Regions from separate parts of the Mus musculus genome. Here region 1 is linked to region 2. A link is a contact called in public HiChIP or PLAC-seq data. All regions are on one chromosome and are shown on one strand. The core of a region is the stretch at or near the end of the contact, and the rest is flanking DNA. Distances in the headings are between cores, read along the strand shown.

Region 1 (2,934 bases), core at 430-2,929, 68 kb after region 2:
TTTTTTTTTAAATGAATGTTTTTGCATCACTAGTTTCCCTTACTGTGTTACTGTTGTGCTGTAACAAGGTAAACAGGGCAGAGGTCTGCGTCACTGATGAGTGAAGTGTGTGATGTGCATCCTTCCACATAGCTATGTTTAGAGTGCATGGGCCTTTTCTCTTGCTAACTGTCTAGTGTTTCTGTTGCTGTGATGAGCATACAACCAGAGCAACTTGGGGAGGCAAGGGCTGGTTTTCTCTTCCAGTTCATTATCAAAGGAAGTGACACGGAGACCATGGAGAAACTCTGCTTACTGGTTGGCTCCTCTTGGCTTGCTCAGCCTGCATTCTCATACCTGCCCAGGGCTGAGACCACTCACAGTGGGCTGGGCCTTCCAGATCAATTGTTAGTCCAAAAAATGCCTCACAGACTTACCTACGGGCCAGGCTAGAGGGGTATTGTCTCAGTTGAGATGCTTGCTGTATGACTCCAGCTTGTGTCAAGTTGACAGTGTTAGTAGCAGGCACACTAACCCCAAAGGTTTTGTGAGCATGTTCTCTTATGCTAGGACACTCACTGCTTGGTTTCTGAAGGAAAGCCCTGCTGAGGACATGGGAGCATGTGCGCGCAAGTGTGTGCGCGCGCGTGTGTGTGTGTGCGTGTGTGTGTTTATTCTGACTTAATGACTTTTCACCCCTTAAACACTGGAGGTTTCAGGTTTCCTATTTAAACATTTTTCCCACAGAGTCTATGCAGTATGAGATAGGATCCAGCCCTAAAGTGTTCTTCAGAGCACCCATCTTTTTATATACATATAATTCAAATATCAAACTAGAAGAAAAACAGTTTTGCTGTTTTCTGTATGTACATGTTGATACTAGTGAAATATTCCTATATTGTGTTTAGTTTTAGTATTTTTTTTAAGATATATTTATTTCATGTATGTGAATACATGAGTAGCTGTCTTCAGACACACCAGAAGAGGGCATTGGATACCATTACAGATGGTTGTGAGCCTCCATGTTGTTGCTGGGATTTGAACTTAGGACTTCTGGAAGAGTGGTCAGTGCTTTTAACCACTGAGCCATCTCTCAAGCCCAAGTTTTTTTGTTTTGTTTTGTTTTTTTGTTTGTTTGTTTTTTTTTTTTTTTTTTGAGACAGGGTTTCTCTGTATAGCCCTGGCTGTCCTGGAACTCAGTTTGTAGACCAGGCTGGCCTCAAACTCTGAAATCCACCTGCCTCTGCCTCCCGAGTTCTGGGATTAAAGGCGTGCGCCACCATGCCCAGCTCAAGCCCAAGTTTTAGCACTTCAAATTTGATTTAAAATCTTTTTTGGATGGGTTGTTTTATGTGTGTGTGTGTGTGTGTGTGTGTGTGTGTGTGTGTGTGTGTGTGTGTGTGTGTTGAGACAGTGTCTGTTTGTTTACATAGCCCTAGCTATCATAGAACTTACACTATAGACCAGGCTGGCCTCAAACTCAGAGATCCTATAGACCCTCCCTCCTGAGTGCTAGAAGTTAAAGGTGTGCACCAAAGTGCCCTCCTCAGTTTTAGTGTTCACACAAGTCCTTGTAGAAATCACGGACGGAATAATGCACATTTTCTTCTGATACTGTCAGATGTGCTTTCTATACGCTCCCTGGAAGCTCCACCTTGTGGAGAGACTTTGGGGATTGTTTGCTTAGTGATGTCAGAGTTAAAGTAAGTGAAAGTCCATTGCTGATTACACTGACTTCCTGCCCAAGTCATGTGTGGCCCATGAACTGATGTGCAGTGTGGGTTTGGAGGGTCACCTCTGCTCCAGTGCTGTAGTTTATCTCGGGTGACACACCAAAAAGGAGATGGGTCTCACTTGTCACCATTACACATTATTTGGTGTCATATTATAAATCAGACTTAAAAGTTAATAGGTTTGCCGGGCATGGTGGCACATGCCTTTAATCCCAGCACTTGGGAGGCAGAGGCAGGCGGATTTCTGAGTTCAAGGCCAGCCTGGTCTACAGAGTGAGTTCCAGGACAGCCAGGGCTACACAGAGAAACCCTGTCTCAAAAACAAACAAACAAACAAACAAAAAAAGTTAGTAGGCTCAAAGATGTAGAAAATAGATAATCCTTCTAATGACCTGTTTTGTGTGAATGGTTGTTAAGATTTAAATTGGGCTGACAGTGGTAGAGACAGAGACAGGCAGAGTACAAGACCAACCTGGTCTACACAGCAAGTTCTAGGATAGCCAGGGTTAAATATTGAGACCCTGTCTCAAAAGGACGAAGACTGGATTAGCAAGCTGCATGAAAAGGACCACCATCATAGGATCACCATCTGCACTACAGTGGGAATTCTGTCAGACACTGTTGACTCTGTACATTGCTTGCTCTACCCAGTAGAGTCTTGTTGCTTCTTCCACTCCGTCTCAGTGGAATAGTATTCTTTATACAGAGAGCAGTGGTCCAGTGTACAGCTGTGGTGAGAACAGCTTGTACAGCAATGTAGACGGCTAAGATTTGGAAAGACTCAAACATTATTTTGCCAGTTTAGTTCTCCTCGCTTTTAGAATATTCCACAAAGCTAAGTCAAAATGGTAGTCTTTATGGTCTGCCTTAAAATATTTAAAGATCGCCGGGCAGTGGTGGTACACGCCTTTAATCCCACCACTCCGGACGCAGAGGCAGGCAGATTTCTGAGTTCAAGGCCAACCTGGTCTACAGAGTGAGTTCCAGGACAGCCAGAGCTACACAGAGAAACCCTGTCTCAAAAAAAAAAAAAAATTGAAAGATGAACGTGCTCTGTAAACCTTCCTGGCACCAGGGTGATGACTGCTTGGCTAACCATACGTGCCACTTTTGCAGAGCATACTTCAGTACTACAGAGAAAGGGGCATAGCCTACTGTCCTGGCTGTGTGCCCTCTGCTGCTGTCTCCTACAAGGACCAGCAACTACCTCGCTCATCCCTTT
Region 2 (3,321 bases), core at 469-2,968:
CTAACCAAGAAGAAAGTGTATATTGATTAGAAACCTAAGCTTCCATTTTAGTTCTCTGCCTCCTCTTTTCCATGGAGAGCCTCGCTGCGGTTGGTACAGAGGAGCACACTTTCATATCCTTCCGTGCTCTGGGCCAGCTTTTCCTTGACAGTGCCCATTCCTTCCCATTCCACTGGCCACTTGCCCATCTCCTATGTGCTGGACCCTGTCTCTCTCTCACCCTAGTCTCTTACTCTGTTCATCTCCTCTGTGACTGCGCCCACAGACTTTTCTTTTCAGTAGCAAGTGCTGGAGAGCTTACTACACTGGGTGGGGTGTCTATTCGTTCCCCTTCCCCTCACCCCCAGCCCCAGGCTCTGGCCTAAAACGTGGCACTATGTCAGGAAGGAGTCAGGGCTCAGAAAGGGAAAGCCATCTGCCTAGCTCACTCTCCTAGAGAGCAGCAGAGCCAGCCTGGCCCCAGTCTATTGCTCCTCTGCAGAGCTCAGGGCCTTAGTCCCACCATATTTTCATGGTAGCCTGACTGTGTTAGGAAACTGAGGTAGTATTTTTCCCACTGCAGTCTTGTTGAATGGTCTGGGGAGGGGCAGAAGACTGGGTTCTGTCACTTGCCTTTCAGATCCTTTACCCATATTTTACACTCCCTGGCACATTCCCTGGAGTCTGTACTCCTTCCAGACAGAGAAGCTAGACAGCCTGCAGAGAAAGGTCCTCCTCTCATGCACCTCTCTCATCCTTCCACTGCTCTCCCTTCTCACTCAGGCACGTCCAGGACAGCTGCCAGGTAGGTCTCCTCATTGGAATGGCCCGGGTGTGGATTGGCTGGGCTGCACTGTGCCTGGGTGTGTAGTCTGTCTTGAGCATGTATGCCCGTGTGTAAAATGGGCATGGCGGGTAATATTGAACCTTAGGGAAGAAGCAGAGTGTGTGCTGCATACCTACAGTCCCAGCATTTAGGAAACTGAAGCAGGAGGATTGCTGAGTTAAGGTCAATCTGAACTATATAGTGAAACCATGTCTCAAAAAGAAAAGAAAGGCCCGGCGGTGGTGGCACACACCTTTAATCCCAGCACTTGTGAGGCAGAAGCAGGTGGGTTTCTGAGTTCCAGGCCAGCCTGGTCTACAGAGTGAGTTCCAGGACACCCAGGGCTATACAGAGAAACCCTGTCTTGAAAAACCGAAAAGAAAGAAAAAGAAAAAAGGAAAAAAAAAGAAAAGAAAGATGGAAATGGCCTAGTGGCTAAGGCTCTTGCGCCTTCATTTGGTTCCCATATGAAGTGACTTACAACCGCCTGTTACTCCAGTGTCCTCTTAAGCAGGGCAGTGCTGTATGATCCCAGAGAGACTTAGAACCATGGGGTCCATGGAGATGGGCAGGCACTTAATGACAAAGTTTCTGTTGTGTAAGACAAAAAGGCTGTGCAGTAGCTAGTGGGGACATCTGAGCCACAGCTCTACCTCACAGCACTGGCCAGACACAGGAGTTACACAATGGTTACATTTATGGTAGTTATCTCATCATATCTCAAAGCTAGCCGAGAACGCCATGGGCAGCACAGTGGAGTCTGGACTGGGCCGGTTCCCAGCCTCTGCATGGAGAGCTGCTCCCAGTGTGGGTGCTTACTTCTCTTGCCCCCTGGGCTGCTGGAGGGTACAGCACCTCACCACTCCCTGTAGCTCCAGTCCCTCCCTGAGGCAGGAAGTGGGAGGGGCCACCCTGCTGGCTCTACCCAAGCCACATCCACCTGAAACTGCTGGTTTACCACACCCAGATCCACACCCATCCCTGCCCACTCCCACCCTTCTCTTTGTGAGAGTGCCTCTGTTTCTTACTCACTGTGTGCTGTGGACTGTGTGCTAGAGAAGCATCTGGTCTGGCTCAGGAGGGGGAGGGGAGCAGACCATGCCAGTTCAAACTGCGCCTGTAATACCCCTGCTGTTAGGGTTGTCCTCTACACAAGCCACTCTCAGGCCCAGGCCTCCTCTGGGATCAGCCCACACCTGGCCTGAGGTGGGGTACACTTTGGATGTTCATTACCCTCACAGAGCCCAGCTAAGGGCTACATAGCACCCAGAATGTGCTTTGAGATGGGATGGGAGCAGGTGGATACCGTGAATGGATAGGAGCGTCTCCTTTCCAAGGGAGCTACCAGGTCTTACTGCTCAGAGCCTGGGCTGCTTCCTCTGCGTCTTGGGCCCTGACCACTACTTTGCTGGGCAGCACAGCTGAGCTCGTCTTTCGATAGGAGGCTGGATATATTTCATGAACTGACAGGCTCAACTTTCCACCAGAAATCAAAGTTAAAAAGTACTGTGAAATGGAAGTCACAGCCAGAAACTGACTTGATCCTAGTTGTCTGTCTGTCTGTCACAACCAGTCACCTGTCTCACACCTCCCAGGAGTGAGACAGGGTATCTCATTCCCTTAGGTCCTAAATCTTTCCTGTCCCCTTCTCCAGTCTTTGGCTACCTTGGATGAGGCCTTGGAGCCAGGAAAAATAGTTCCCTGCTGAAAGTCAGCTGTGTGATTCAGCCAGCCCTCCCCACCGCACGCCTGTGCCCCTCTCTCCCAGGAGTGTGGGTGGTGTACAGAGCCAGCTGGTCATTAGGGGGCTGGGGCCTTCCTGTGAGGTAGGCACTCATCCTGGCCCAAGAATCCAGGCCTCACCAGGAGAGCTAGCTGGCTTGGTGGCTGCTGGCCTAGGGCAGGTGTTAGTGTCTGCTGGCCCTGAGGCGACCTAAACAATGGGAACCTAGGAGTGGGGACCCTGAATACTTGCAATAGTCTCTTAAACACCACAAGTATCCGGCACCTCCTGTGCATGGGACCTCAGGCAGGAGGAGGGCAAACTCAATAGAGCAGTGAAGCCTAAGCTTAGCTAGGAGTGGGCTGATGTCTTACTTGATAAAACGTGACATTGGGCAGGTGTTTGGCCTCCCAGAATCTCTGTTTTTCTGTCCACGAAATCGGTTAAAGAAGACAGCAGAGAGTGCACTAGAGCCGGTGTGGGAGGAGCCTGCCCTGTGCTGTGGCTATTGCCACTTGTACTAAATGCACAGGGCCTCCAACCTCACACAGGTGACCTCGAGAGACTGGTGGGGAGCCCTTGGCCTTTGCGGAGAGGATCACCACGGAGAACCTGTCCCTACTGCCATCATCAAGATCAGTGTGAAAACACAGGAGGTCCCTGGCAGGGTGCTCCACTCCTCTCTGAGAGAATGAGACCTATCTGACACGATACGTAACATTCGGTGTGAGAACTAGATTCTGATCATAAAAGCTCAATTTCACTTTTTAAAATGGGGTGGTGATGCAGCTCC

What was found. HiChIP or PLAC-seq counts read pairs in DNA pulled down with a chosen protein or histone mark.
Region 1: a contact with region 2 is called in an HNF4G HiChIP or PLAC-seq map of pancreatic cancer cells. The contact joins two enhancer-like sites. A contact is called at or near these places in 1 of 39 promoter capture datasets (macrophages), 1 of 484 Hi-C or Micro-C datasets (nephron progenitors), 2 of 115 datasets of contacts at active chromatin or transcription factors (embryonic stem cells and pancreatic cancer cells) and 2 of 9 other capture datasets (adipose tissue and pancreatic islet).

What each region holds. Positions count from the first base shown.
Region 1 is chr2:30,317,777-30,320,710 of GRCm38.p6, forward strand. The region is part of intron 15 of Nup188 (nucleoporin 188); the gene reads left to right. Among named protein-coding and RNA genes, the nearest start is that of Gm39780, 20 kb to the left of the region's middle. Within about 2 kb of position 1,680, at least 8 of the 459 cell types and tissues checked have an H3K27ac peak or open chromatin away from gene starts, as enhancers often do. A contact at or near this core is called in pancreatic cancer cells, where this site is marked.
Region 2 is chr2:30,250,158-30,253,478 of GRCm38.p6, forward strand. The region is part of intron 2 of Lrrc8a (leucine rich repeat containing 8A VRAC subunit A); the gene reads left to right. Among named protein-coding and RNA genes, the nearest start is that of Lrrc8a, 14 kb to the left of the region's middle. Within about 2 kb of position 1,719, at least 219 of the 459 cell types and tissues checked have an H3K27ac peak or open chromatin away from gene starts, as enhancers often do. A contact at or near this core is called in pancreatic cancer cells, where this site is marked.